Linked DNA regions of Sus scrofa: regions 2 and 3 are each linked to region 1. The links are chromatin contacts, called in public targeted proximity ligation maps. All regions are on one chromosome and are shown on one strand. The core of a region is the stretch at or near the end of the contact, and the rest is flanking DNA. Distances in the headings are between cores, read along the strand shown. Region 1 overlaps BABAM2 (BRCA1-A complex subunit BRE). Region 2 has its middle 36 kb from the start of MRPL33. Region 3 has its middle 14 kb from the start of MRPL33.

The links.
Region 2: a contact with region 1 is called in a targeted proximity ligation map of alveolar macrophages, with 4 times the contacts expected there. A contact is called at or near these places in 2 of 2 datasets of targeted methods (alveolar macrophages and skeletal muscle).
Region 3: a contact with region 1 is called in a targeted proximity ligation map of alveolar macrophages. A contact is called at or near these places in 2 of 2 datasets of targeted methods (alveolar macrophages and skeletal muscle).

The regions. Positions count from the first base shown.
Region 1 is chr3:111,004,059-111,008,752 of Sscrofa11.1, reverse strand. All of the region lies in intron 7 of BABAM2 (BRCA1-A complex subunit BRE), which reads left to right. Among named protein-coding and RNA genes, the nearest start is that of FOSL2, 160 kb to the right of the region's middle.
Region 2 is chr3:111,472,053-111,476,746 of Sscrofa11.1, reverse strand. No RefSeq gene overlaps it. Among named protein-coding and RNA genes, the nearest start is that of MRPL33, 36 kb to the right of the region's middle.
Region 3 is chr3:111,450,346-111,455,039 of Sscrofa11.1, reverse strand. No RefSeq gene overlaps it. Among named protein-coding and RNA genes, the nearest start is that of MRPL33, 14 kb to the right of the region's middle.

The DNA of each region.
Region 1 (4,694 bases), core at 908-3,407:
GGCTTTTGTAGGCAGCATTTTCACCTAGCATAGAAGTAAAAGCACCAGAATATGCCTCAAGCGTCATTTGAAATCGTATAAATAGCTCGCTCTTGCACAGCTCTAATCCAATATCATTCTGAGAACTCCCACAGTCCACGAGCTGCCTAGTCGTTCACCCCACCCTTTGGCCTGGAAAAGGCTGATTTTTGTGCTTTACCTGCTGATCAAATGGAGTTGCTAAGAGGGTTGACCAAAGGGCCTGCTTTTCATTTTGGTTAATCTAATCTGGGTCTTTTGGCTTTTGTTTCTTCCTGAATATTTTTCCTACCTTCCAGCCTCTGGGGAACTGTCAAGTGATCCTCTAATCCTAGATCAAGAGTCGGTAAACTACAGCCCACTGGCCGGATCCAGCCTGCAGCCTGCTCTGTATAGTCTGTGAGCTAAGAATGATATTCTTTACAATTTTTAAATGATTAGGAAAACATTTAAAGCCTAATAATCTGTGACTTGTAAAAATTATGTGAAATTCACTTCAGCGTCCATAAATAACATTTTATGGGAACACAGCCGTGCATTCTCATGTACATATTGTCTATGGCTGCTTTCCTGCTGCGGCATCAGAGCGGAGGCGTTTCCACTGAAACCTTACGGCTGCACAAGAACAATATTGACTGCCTGGGCCATTACTGCAAAAGTTTGCCAGACCTTGTCCTAGAGCCTGAAAACCTTCTTTTTCATAGTGACTGCTTCAGAAAAGATACATTTACTGACTGCTAATGTGCATTTTGGAAATTTGACTCTCGTATTTTATTTATCCATTCAGCTTTAATACCACAAATATGTATCGAGTGCCTATTGATGAACTTGGCCTTGTTCTTATTTGTGGTGTTCTAGCAGTAAACAGAACGGACAGAACTCCCCATTCTGGAGGAGTTTAGAATCTCGTAAAGGGTGATGAGGGGGGTAGAGGAAGACAATAAACAAATACAATATGCTGGATGTTATGTGGAGATAACAGGCCGTAAAAAAGTAAAACAAAGAGGCGGGGCTACTGGGAAAGGAGGCGGGTTATTGTAAATAGGTTGTTGAGGAGGCCTTCCTGAGAAGGTGGTATTTGAGGAAGACCTGAAGCAGATGAAGAAGTGAGCCCTGGAGTTCCCATTGTGGCTCAGTGGTTAACGAATCCGACTAGGAACCATGAGGTTGCGGGTTCGATCCCTGGCCTTGCTCAGTGGGTTGAGGATCCAGCGTTGCCATGAGCTGTGGTGTAGGTTGCAGACATGGCTCGGATCCCCGAGTTGCTGTGGCTGTGGCTGTGGCCAGTGGCTACAGCTCCAATTAGACTCCTAGCCCGGGAACCTCCATACGCCACGGGTGAGGCCCTAAAAAGACAAAAGACCGGAAAAAAAAAAAAAAAAAAGCAAGCCCTGCAGATGCCTGGGAAGAGAGCTGCAGACAGAGGAACAGCAGAAGAGCTGAGTCAGTGCTCTGAGGTGGAGCAGCCCCAGCTTATCCGCAGGGGTGAGAATCTAGATGAGAAGTTACACTTGATTGGTCTGGCTCCGAGGAAGCTTTCAGGAGCTCCCGTTGTGGCTCAGCGGGTTAAAAAACCAACTAGTATCCATGAAGATGTGAGTTGGATCCCTGGCCTCACTCAGTGGGTTAAGGATCCAGCATTGCCACAAGCTACGGTATAGGCCACAGATGCGGCTCGGATCCTGAGTGGCTGTGGCCCTGGTGTAGCCCTCAGCTGCAGCTCCGATTCGACCCCTAGCCCAGGAACTTCCCTATGCTGCAGTGTGCAGCCCTAAAAGGGGGGAGAAAAAAGAAAAGAGAAGCTTCCGCTTGGAGCCTCTGTTGGCTGAAGTGGGATGAGAGCGAGAGCAGTCGGTTTTGCAGGCGGTTTGCTTGGGAGCGGCTCACTTGGGAGCACATTTCAGGCGTCCACGTGGAGCCGCTGAGCAGGCATCCAAGCGGAGGCGTTGAGTAGGCAGCTGACTCTGTGCGTCCTGAGTTCAGGGAAGGTCTGAGCTGCAGTGTAAGTTTAGAAGGTGTGGGTATAAAAGAGGGATGTTAAGTAATGAAACTGGCCGAGGTTCAGGCTCAAACCCCAGCCTTTGCCGTCGCTCCAGGACAGCTCGCTGGCTATGACGGCACAGAACTTCTCCTTTGACTTGAACTTCCTGTCCCGCCCACTCCACCCTTGACCTGCATCAGGCCGGACCCTCAGATCTCCTTCGTCCTTCCCCAGGCAGATGCCCTGTGACCTGGAGACACACTGGGCCACCTGAAGTATGACATGGGCTTTTCTCAGGGGGGCAGAACGCTGCCCAGTGTGGCCCAGGCCCCCTGGTCTGCTGCCCACAGAGCTCCTAACCACAGACCCCGTGCCTTGCCTCGTCGAAGAGTCTCTTGTGTCCTCCTTACTCCCCGCTGCAGTCCTGACTGGCCTGCTCCCTTGCCTTGCCTTCGGGTTACCCGCATGCGATCTGCTTCATCTTCCCATGTGCACATTCAGCAGTGATCACCTTTTTTCTAGTTGTTTCTTGAAACGTCTCCCACGCCGGGCCTTGAGCTCCTTAAGGGCACGTCTGTGTTTTCGTCATCTCCTTTCGTCCACAGCACCCTTCAGACAGTCAGTGACCCGATGCCTCAGGGATGGGAGGCAAATGTGGTTTTACCACCGCCCCCGCCCCCCATCCTGTTGTGCACCTTCCGGATGCCGTGCACAGCAGGTGTGAGGACCACCCACCCGCACTCGCCTCCACTCGGGAACCAGGTCACCCCTCAGACCCGCTGAGCTTAATATAAATCAGCTTCTCCGGGGTGCAGCCCTGGGTATCTGAGTTTTTAACAGGCTTAAACCTTGGGTAAGTCATCCATCTCAAGCCTCAGTCTTCCCATCGCTGCAATGAGTATGTTAACACTCGTTACCTACTACGTAGGGCTGCCGTAAAAATCCAAATGAGGGCACTTTGGAAACAAATTATAAAGTGCTCTGTACTAGTAGCCTGGCCAATCGCATCTTCTGGTATCTTTTCATTTTTGTGTGTGCGCAAGCCAAGCTCCAGCTACCCACAGGCTTTGAGCAGAGACCAGTGGTGTGTAGGTGAGGTTGCCTCCTGCTGTCCATTAAGGGGCTGAGCCTTTATAAATACTGCGAGTCAGGAGCCAGGTCGATACACTTCTCTACCCTGGTCAGGCAGAAGGATTTTTTTTATTCTTCGCATCTTCTGTTGACCATTAAAATCTGCGTGCAGTGAGGAGAAAGGAGGTGTGGGAGAAATGCTCGTGGGGAGCTCCCGTTGTGGCTACACCAGTAACTGACTAGTATCCATGAGGTCTCAGGTTCAATCCCTGGCCTCGCTCAGTGGGTTAAGGAGCTGGCGTTGCCCCGAGCTGCGGTGTAGGTGGCAGACAGGGCTCGAATCCGGTGTTGCTGTGGCCGTGGTGTAGGCCAGCACCTGGAGCCTGGAGCTCCGATTCCACCCCTAGCCTGGGAACTTCCATATGCCACAGATTCAACCCTAAAAAAAGCAAAAAAAAAAAAGCTTGTGGCTTTAGTGTAGGAGAGCTATGGTATGCACTGATTTTTTTTTCCCCCAATTTTATTGAAATATAATCGAAAAATAAAAACATGGGCTATTTAAAGTGTCCAGTATAATGGTTTTATATATATTTATATATATATGTATTGGGTTTTTTCCAATAAATATGGTTCAAAAGTCAATTCCTAGGACAAATAACCTCTGTGTGTGCAGTAGCTGAGCAATAAAGCCATTCCTTGGAGCCTCAAGGTTGTACATTTACAACGAACAATAAATCCACTTATTCCTGAGGACTAGTATTTGAAAACAGTTCCTCTTCTTAAAGAAATTGTGATGGAATCAACTGCAGGTTACAGGCCAGGGATCAAGATGCGACAAGAAGGAAGAAGCTTTTCTCCCCCCTTCCTGTATCCGTGTCGTGCGTGGCCGGGCATCATTACAAGTAGTTCCTACCGAATCTTAATAGAACATCTGCTCAGTTCATTGTCGTTTTTTCAGGACTTACTTTAAATGCTTTTCCACATGCTAACAAGATCCTGATGGTGGACATCTGTTAAGATTGTCCCTTAAAGGCTTTTCTGAGATGTTAACAAACTTAAATACATTTCTGGACAAAAACTTGCTTAGTGTTCGTGTCAGTAGGCAGACTCTGTTTGCAATTACGCTCTTCTTGTCTTTTGTAGTTCTTTAAGTGTAACGTTTCCTTGCTGGCATTTCACCGCCTCCCTTCTGGAAAGGGTCCTTCAAGTCGTCTGGCCCTCAGAGCTTCCAAGGGTTCATTTGCCTCGAATGAACAGGGCCCTAATCGCTTCAGTTCAGGTACCTAAACAAGTTTCATAAGTGTTCCTGGCAACAGTCTGAGGGGCTCCGTCAGCCCAGGCAGCTGCCTGAAAGGCCCAAGCCAGAGGGAGCCTGGTGGAGCTGCTGCAGGTGGAACCAGATGTCGGGTCTGCAGATAGAATTCAGGAAACGCAAAAGTGATCATTGAAGACCTGAGAGTGGGGTAGATTCAGGCCAGAGAGACCTGGATTTAGCTGCCTCTCTGCCATTTTACCCCCTCTGTAACTTCACAGAGGGTTATGGAGCTTCTCTGAGCTCCAGCGTTCTCATCTGTAAAATGGGCTAACACCGCTCTCACAGGTGTCATGAAGAAAAGGTAATATC
Region 2 (4,694 bases), core at 652-3,151, 470 kb before region 1:
GTGGGTTAAGGATCTGGCATTGCTTGGAGCTGTGGTGTAGGTCTCAGATGCCCCTTGGATCTGGCATTGCTGTGGCTGTGGCATAGGCCAGTGGCTATAGCTCCAATTTGACCCCTACCCTGGGAACCTCCATATGTCGTGGGTATGCCCCTAAAAAGACAAAAAATAAAATAAAAATAAAGTATTATAATGTTATACAAACACACATAAATATGCTATATAAATAGTATAATGTAATGTATATAACATACCTACCTATGTCTTTTTTTTTTTTTTTTTTTTGTCTTTTTGCCATTTCTTGGGCCACTTCCACGGCACATGGAGCTTCCCAGGCTGGGGGTCTAATCAGAGCTGTAGCTGCCAGCCTATGCCAGAGCCACAGCAACGCAGGATCCGAGCCGTGTCTGCGACCTACACTACAGCTCATGGCAACGCCAGATCGTCACCCCACTGAGCAACGGCAGGGATCAAACTGGCAACCTCATGGTTCCTAGTCGGATTCGTTAACCACTGTGCCACGACAGGAACTCCCTTTTTTTTTTTTTAATCTTTTTTTTTTTTTTTGTCTTTTTGCCCTTTCTAGGGCCGCTCCCATGGAATATGTAGGTTCCCAGGCTGGGGGGTCTAATGGGAGCTGTAGCCACTGGCCTACACCAGAGCCACAGCAATGCCAGATCCAAGGGGCATCTGAGACCTACACCACAGCTCCAGGCAATGCCAGATCCTTAACCCACTGAGCGAGGCCAGGGATCGAACCTGCGTCCTCATGGATACTAGTCAGATTCATTTCCACTGAGCCATGGTGGGAACTCCAATATAACATACCTATTTCTATATGGCTGATATTTTGGAGTTGAGACTTTTTATAGATATACCATTTTGTATATATGCCCTCTTTTCTTTCTTTCTTTTTTTTTTTCCCCAACATAACACCAAATCACAAGCATTTTTCCAGGTCATAAAAAACTTGTGAAGACATTTTAGTTAAGGCCAGGAGAGGCCAGCCTAGAAACCAGCATATTTTTGTAGGCAAAGGAGAAGGTGTGAGTGGAGACCAGAAGCACAAAGCTGCCCCAGGGTGAGGGCGGTTTGGCTGAGTGGGAGACGCTGAGGCCCTCAGGGCTGCAGGTGTCCTGGATGAGGAGAGGGTGCCCACTGCTTTGACTGTCACTCCCTCACACGCTTGGTGACCTCCCCGCCCCGCCAGAGACCAGGCAGTGAGTCTCCACTCTTCAATTTGATGGACTTTCTGGCTGGAAAAACTTGAGAATTTAATTGTAGCAACTTAACCGATTTAATTGTGGAACACCAAGCTGAGTCTGGCTTGGCTGAATCTTCTGTAAGGAACCAGGGGGAGGCAGAGGTGCATGTCTGGTGGAGATGAAAAACCCAAGCCAGGGTGTTCCCATCGTGTCTCAGTGGAAAAGAACCTGACTGGCATCCACGAGGACACAGGTTCAATCCCTGGCCTCGCTCAGTGGGTTAAGGATCTGGTGTTGCCGTGAGCTGTGGTGTAGGTCGCAGACGTGGTGGATCCTGAGTTGCTGTGGCTGTGGCGTAGGCTGGCAGCTATACTCAGATTCTGCCCCTAGCCTGGGAACCTCCATATGCCTCAGGCATGGCCCTAAAAAGACAAAACAAACAAACAAAAACCAAGAACCCAACACAAGTGCCTAGAAATTTGCATTCAGTCGAGGGCAGCACCAACCTCCTGAGGCCTATTACTCATTAAGGGTCTGTGTTCCCCAAGTTGCAAACGCTTGACCTGATGTAACCATCTCATTTTATAGATCAGGAAACTAAGGCCTTGAGAGAGAAATGATTTGTCCATAGTGGATTATGGGCTGAGTCAGCCCCGAGGCTGGGATTACTGGCTCCCCTGACGCTGGTCCACCAGGCCTCCTCTCTTCCTTGTCTGGAGGAAGCTGGCTGGAGAGGGGCCCTAGACCAGCTCTCTTTCCAGCTGCCAAACCCAGGGGTGCCCAGCCCTCTGGCTCCTGGGGGATACGGGCTGGTGGTCAGGAGCTCTCTGAACAACTGCTGTGGCCCTGGCCATCCAACTGGTTCCCCAGACGTCAAGGGAAATGTTGTGGAGAGAACAGGATGTGTTTTCCTGCAAAATCACTTGTCTCACAAGATCATTTGCATACTGGTGGGGACGCGAATGTCATTCCCTGCCCATTTCCTCCCCAGAGAAAAGTGTTCCCATCAGAGCTTTCCCTTCAAGGGAGGAGGCAGCTGTGTGGGCTCAGCCCCAGCCCCAGCCCCAGGGGACAGCTTCCTGATAGGAGGGATGGGGGGGTGTGCTCCCGGAAGTAAGGAGGCTCCTTTGTTTGACTTCCTCCCACACCCAGGCCCTGGCTGGAAGGAGCACATGGCTCCAGCTCTGGCAGAGTCTGCTTCTATGGTCTCGGAAGCCCCGAACATCCCACCTTGCTCTTTATTATTGGAGTTAAATTACTGAAGATTCAGGAGTGGCACAGGGGAAAGGAATCTGACTAGGAACCACGAGGTTGCGAGTTCGATCCCTGGCCTCGCTCAGTGGATTAAGGACCTGGCATTGCCATGAGCTGTGGTGTAGGTTGCAGGTGCAGCCCTAAAAAAAAAAAAAAAAGAAGTTACTGAAGATTCAGCTGCTAGAAGAGAGGGTTGAGGAGATTATAGGCGAAAAATCATAATAAATACTTGTTACTTAATCTATTCCAGACATTGCCCTAAGCATGCTATATGTTCTGTAAATTCTTGTTTTTCTCTCTCTCTCTCTCTTTTTTTTTTTTTTTGTCTTTTTGCCATTTCTTGGGCCGCTCCCACGGCATATGGAGGTTCCCAGGCGAGGGGTCTAATCGGAGCTGTAGCCACCGGCCTATGCCAGAGCCATAGTAACTCGGGATCCGAGCCGTGTCTTTGACCAAAACCACAGCTCACGGCAACGCCGGATCGCCAACCCACTGAGCAAGGGCAGGGATCAAACCCACAACCTCATGGTTCCTAGTCAGATTGTTAACCACTGCGCTACGATGGGAACTCCTTGTTTTTTTTCTTTTTTACAGATGCACCTGCAGCATATGGAAGTTCCTGGGCCAGGAGTCAAATCAGAGCTGCAGCTGCAACCTGCCACAGCAATGCCAGCTCCCAGCCCCATCTGTGACCTATGGTGCAGCTTATATCCATAACCAGCTGAGCAAGGCCAGGGATCAAACCCACAACTTCACAGAAACAACATCGGGGCCTTAACCTGCTGAGCTACAGCGGAACTCCATGTACTGTAAATGCACTTAATCCTCACAGCAAGTGAGTGAACTTAGGTCTATTATTTCTCCCATTGTCTATGTGAGAAATCAAAGTTCAGAGAGGTTGAGGAGCTTGCCCAAAGTTACACAGCTGGTAAGCTATGCAGCCAGGATTTGAACTCAGCCGATCTGCCTCCTAAGTAGGACTTTAAATCCTGTGTCGTAAGGGGGAGAGTTAGTAGGCTGAAGGACTGTTCAAACCCTCGAAGGCTGTGCTGTAGTCCAGAAACACTGGCCTGGCATTCACGGCCGCTTAGGATGGGGTGACAGGCACGCTGCTCTCCCTCCCCGCCCCCTACCATGAGCCACTACGGAAGCAGCCCAGGAACCTCCTCCGCTGGTCAGCACGTACTCTTTGCTCTGCCCAGTCGGCGCTTCCTCGTTTCTGTTTGAAAGGTCTATCCGCTGGAACCTCTGAGAAGCTCTTCTCATGCCTACAGGCCAAGCCAGGCAGGCCCTTTCCTTTCCTTTTTTTTTTTTTTTTCCTCAATATGACTTTCATCAAATTGTCCTCTAAGTATTGGCTAATACACGCCTCTAGATTTTGCTCCTAAGAGCTGATGTCTGTCTTACTCATTTCAGACTCCTCGGCATTAAACCCAGTCCTTGAGCAGCGGTAGATACTCATTCGATGTCTGGTGCATACAGTGAACAAAGCATGTTGCAAAAGAACTTGAACAATTTGCTAAATATTATATCCTGTATACGTAAATCCTATCACAACCCAATCAAATCCCAAAGTGTTAATAGTGATTTTCACAGAATGTGGGCTTTCCAGGTGATTTTTATTTCTTTGCTTGTATATCTGCATTTTCTAAAATGTCCATAATGAGACAGGTATTACTTTTGTAATGCCAAAGGAAAACCAAATTATTTCAAAATTGTTTTGGAATGAGTAATAACGATCATATTTTTTGAGTACTTACACTTAAAAAAAATTCAGGGCTTTATGTGTACTGCCTCTCTTGGAAATTAATACTGGCTTCATTACCATTTTACAGATGAGGAAACTGAGGTCCAGGGAGGTCAAGTAATTCCGTCGAAGTGACACAGTTAATAAACCAGTGGGGTCGACCTTGGAGCCCAGCCCAGCAGACGCCAGAGCCCAAGCGACGGTCTTTTCTGCAGGCACCTTCTAGATGGAAGATAGGTAAATGGAAAATTTCTTTTTTAAAAAAATCAACCTTTTATTTTGAAATAATCTCAAACTCCGAATAGCTGCAGGATAGTACAATGAACTTCTGAATATCCTTCTCCCGGATTTAACAGTCAGTAATGTTTTCCCGTACTTATCACTCACTTTGTCTTCTCATTCTCTCTTTTTCTCTCTCTGTACATATTATTGTTATAGCAGCTTTGTTGAGGTGTTATTCACATCCCCTATAGTTTGCCCATGTAGCTTGT
Region 3 (4,694 bases), core at 945-3,444, 450 kb before region 1:
TTAGGCAAAAAATGGAAACCCATTTGACGTTATTGGTTTGGACCCCCTTCTGTTGCCTGAGGCTCCTCACTTGGGCTTCTCCCTGACCCCTCTCCTGTCACCTGCTTCCCCATGGTGACTGTACCAGATCCTCTCACTCTCAGGCCATCTCCCTGTCCTCTCTGTGAGCTTCTGTGCCTTCCTTGCCCCCTCCTCCATGGGGTTGTCCATTCGCAGGCTCTTGCTTCCTTACTGTCCTTCGGGAAGGGTGAGGGGTGATGTGTAATGGTGACTTTCTAGGCACACCAGGGACTCGGTGGCCTCATGGGGAAGTCCCTTGGACACACGGAAGCCCGATCCTACTGTTTCCATGTGGACTCGAGGTCTCTCCCAGGAACGCACCTAATAGTGGGGTGGGACTGTGCCCACTGGGTACCTGCTGGGCCCCGGCATTTTAACTGGCAGCTGGAAAAACCTCCTGTGTACAGCAGGCTGAAAAGAAGGAAGAATGCCTCTTGCCCCTTTGAAATGTTGGTGAAAATTCAAGACAAGTAATTGCATTGTAGAAGTAGAACCCTGGATCAGAAAGGTGGGTAGAAGAATTTTTATCACCTAGGACCTGGGTGTCAGCAGGAGACCATGGCTGAGCTCTCACATCCCAAGGGTCTGCAAGAATGTGGGCGATTCTAGAAGCCAGTCAGAGTACATGTTGTCTTCAGCAGAAACACATGTGCCAGCTACACAGCTGGAGGGTCTGTCATATCAGCATCAGACTTTCAGCACGAGGTTTCCAGAGTCCAGGAAAAAAAGCCTTAAAACTGCAGGATAGCACCTGTTGCTGGCAGCCCTCAGGTTAAAAGCTGAAGAAGGTGGTTATGAAAACGAGGCCCCAGGAAGGCAGGAGCCAATGTTGATTTTTCATCAGCTAAAGCTCCCCGAGGCTGCACTTCTCAGCTGCAGGGGACCCAGGGACGCTGGCCACCTCTTGGCCTGAGCATCAGTGGAACCACATGTTAATAAGGAATGTGGGGGGAGTTCCCTCTGTGGCAAAGCAGTAAGGATCCAAATGCAGTGGCTCAGGTCACTGTGGAGGCACGGTTTGATCCACAGTGGATTAAGGATTTGGTGTTGCCATGGCTGTGGCATAGGTCACAGCTGTGGCTTGGATTCAGTCTCTGGCCTGGGAACTTCCATATGCTGTGGCTGTGGCCACAAAACCCCTCCCCCAAAACCAAAAAAAAAAAACCCAGAAGAATGTGTATAGTCCAAACTTATCAAACTGTGTATCTCAAATATCTTCAATTTGTTGTATATCAATCATACCTCAGTAAAATGGTTTTTTAACAAAGATATGTATGTGGATTTGTTTGTAGTTATAGCTTCTCATATACCCTTTAAATCAATAGCATTGTCAGTAGTTACTGAGCTCAACCCAGTAGGCTGGAATCCCATGTTGACACCTTCTGTCAATGGCTGCCTTCTTGGCCCATTCTGAGCCCCCACAGTGGGCCTGGTAGTTGAGTTCAACCTCAAACCTGCCCACCTGCCTTCGTGGCCCTGGGAGATTCCAGGATTGAGGGGGCTTGAAGGCCTGAGGTGGAGCCAGGCATCGGTTCGTCTTTCTGGGACGGATCCAGAAAGGGCTGTCTCCTCCTCCCCGGACAGTCTGCTCCTGCCCCAGCTGAGCCTGAAATTGGCCTGTGTTCCTGCAAGACTTGGATTAAGGGACTCTTTGGCACATGTTCAGAATGGGTTTCAACCTCACTCCTTAGAATCTGCTAAGCATCCTACTCTCCACCTTCTATGGCTTCACAGATCTCAGAGCACTCATTTCAGGTGTTGGCTTCCCTTCAAAGACTGGCCAAGGCCAAACACTTTGGTCCTTTGGCTGTTGCTGAGGTTGTTCAGGAGGGAGGATATGGGAGCTGTGATCTGAACAAGCTGATGCAATCTAGCTGTGGGCTCTTTGGCAAGTCATTTTGCTTCTCTGGGCTTCAATGTTATCCTCTGTAAGGGCCCACCGTGGCCCAAACAGAAGGCTCAGAGGTCTATCACCCACTGTGCCCAGCGGGGAGTGGAAGGGAGTGCAGGCAGAGTCAGGACAGTGGGGGCGACTCTGGGCCGGAGGACTGCTTTCCCTTCGTGGCCTTCATGGATTAGAGAAGTGCCTGTTGGGTGGGGCCTGGCTGGAAGGAGTGAGACAGTTTCCCCCAGACGTCCCCCTGCCTGAGTGGTTGCCTCACTGCCTTACCACTTTCCAGGGTGGGGCAGGGAAGGGCGGCTGGGTAGCAGCTGATGCAACAGGCAGGCCTGTGTTCTTCGAAGACTCAGCAAAGGTCGGCGGGGCTGGGCCAGCCTGGGCTGCAGCTGCAGGGCTCTGCTCTTGGCAGAGCTTCAGCTTCCTCTTCTCCCCTCCTAACTGAAGTGGGGTTCACTTTCTGGCCATCAGAGCCAGTAATTGATCCTTTGTGTTAGGGTTTACCCACATCCGTGGACTTGTGCTCTTTTAACTTGTAGCTGAAGAGAATATCTTTGCCTGCCAGGAATGCAGACATGCACTGGTGTACACACACACACACACACACTCACACTGGGGTCATCCAGAAGTGAGATAGTTGTTTAGAGAATCTGCTCCCACCAGACCATGCTTCCCACACGTTCTTCCAGGAGGAAGTGGATCCAGTGTAAAGGATGAGAGAGCCTCCAAAGATCTGGAAATTTCCTCCGGTTAGCCAAAGCCTGAAAATAAGCCCTAGGGCATGCCATTTCCATTCCAGGCCACGTCTATCAAATGTAAATGAGACTCTAGGCTACTCTCCATCTCCCAGGGATCTGGATGCCCAGAACACCGTAACTCTTTTAATCTTTTAAGTTGAAAAAAGGAAAGGGTCTGTGAGAGAGAAAAAAGAGAAGGTGCATCAAGTCCTTGACAAAGGAAAATTGCTACATGCAGATTGCCCTCAAACTAGCTTGAACATGAGCAACATAACTTCATCCTCAATGGCAAAGAACTTTGTCTCACTACACCCCGGCTTCAAGGCGATGTAGTGCCTGCAGAAGGCTCAAGAAGGACATTCTGAGGTCAGCTAGGCTCCACACCACTCATGGTCATCACAGTGTGCTTACTATGTGCCAGGCCCTGTGCGAAGAGATTTACGTGAGTTATCACATTTCATTCTCTGCAAACTCTATGAGATCTTCTATTCTTAGCAGAAACTGAGGCACAGAAGTGTAAGTGATTTGCCCAAGGACACAGGGCTAGTAAGTGGCAGAAGGCAGGGCTCCTGGTTCCTCTTACTCTGGATCCTAAACTCATAACCGTCTTGAAAAACCCAAATGTACACATTGAGACTGTAAGTGGGATAGGATCCTTCGAATTACAAAAGGATTCATCAGAATATTCTCTAAGCTCCAAAAATACCTTTAGCTTCTGTCCATAAAAGCCATAATTTTATTTTCTGGAGTTCTGTGTCCGCATTTGAAGTGACACATATCTTGAATCTAATATATAGACTTTCGCTCTTTGGGGAGGGTCGCTCCTAAAACTTTCATCAAATCCGTTCATTCTGTTCATAGTTAACATCCACCTTACTGTCTTATCGGTTTTGAATAAATTTAGTGAGGAGCTTTGGGCCAGGTAAATATAATTTAAGTATGAATTTTATAATTATACATGTGTATATGTTCACACATAATCAAATCTAATCCAATGGATAGCCCGAAAAAGTGAGAGTATAGGGTTTTCATGGTGGAGAAGGAGTTGGGGGCTTTCTTCTTGAATCAGGCGTCAGCTTGATTTATAGATGTTTTATCTCATTAACCTTAATGTCACGGAACTAATTAGTAACTTTGGAACCTGCAAAACACACTCATTCCCATAGCTCTTTAACTTCACCGTGTACCAGATGAAACTGGACCCAGTTATTCTGAATCTTAGACATCTTTTGAAAGGCGTACAGGAAATGCATATCAAACTAGATGTGGATCCCGATTTTTCCCTTTTGGCCGCACACCATGTTTCATCAAAACCATCTGAATCCTTCAAACCTCTTGCTTCACAGACAGAGATATGTTGCAATTACCCCAGTTTGGGTAAAGTTGACCCAGGAACTTAGGGAGAGTCCCCAGGATCTCACCGCCCGCCTTCTGCCTGCAGGCGAACATCAGGGCAGCCATGTTGGAACCCAGCCCTGTTCTGTTGGCTGCCGTCTTGAGGCTGGAGAGGGACCCTCAGGTACTAATGGCCCTATAGGCATCCTTTTCCTTCTCTTTCCCTGTTCTCACTCCTGGGATCAAGACCCCGAGGCACAGGTAGTTCCAGCCTTTCTTCCCTTCCAGCTTTCTAAGGGAGGATTCTGAGCTGCTTGGCTCCCCTGCCCCCATTTCTTACGGCTGAATTAGATGATGGCTGTGATGGAAGGATGCTAGAAGTCAGACACTTAATCTGCGTAAGAAAACATGGGAAGCTGCTCTCTGGAGAGAGAATGGGCTGGGTATAGCTGTTGAGTGGGAATTTGGGTGAGAAAAATGGCTATTTTAAGAAACGTCTTGGAGTTCCCATTATGGCTCAGTGGGTTGAGAACCCGACTAGTCTCTGTGAGGATGTGGGTTGGATCCCAGGCCTTGCTCAGTGGGTTAAGGGTCCAGTGTTGCCAAAGTGAGGTGTAGGTAGCAGATGCAGCTTGGGTCTGGCATTGCTGTGTCTGTGGTGTAGG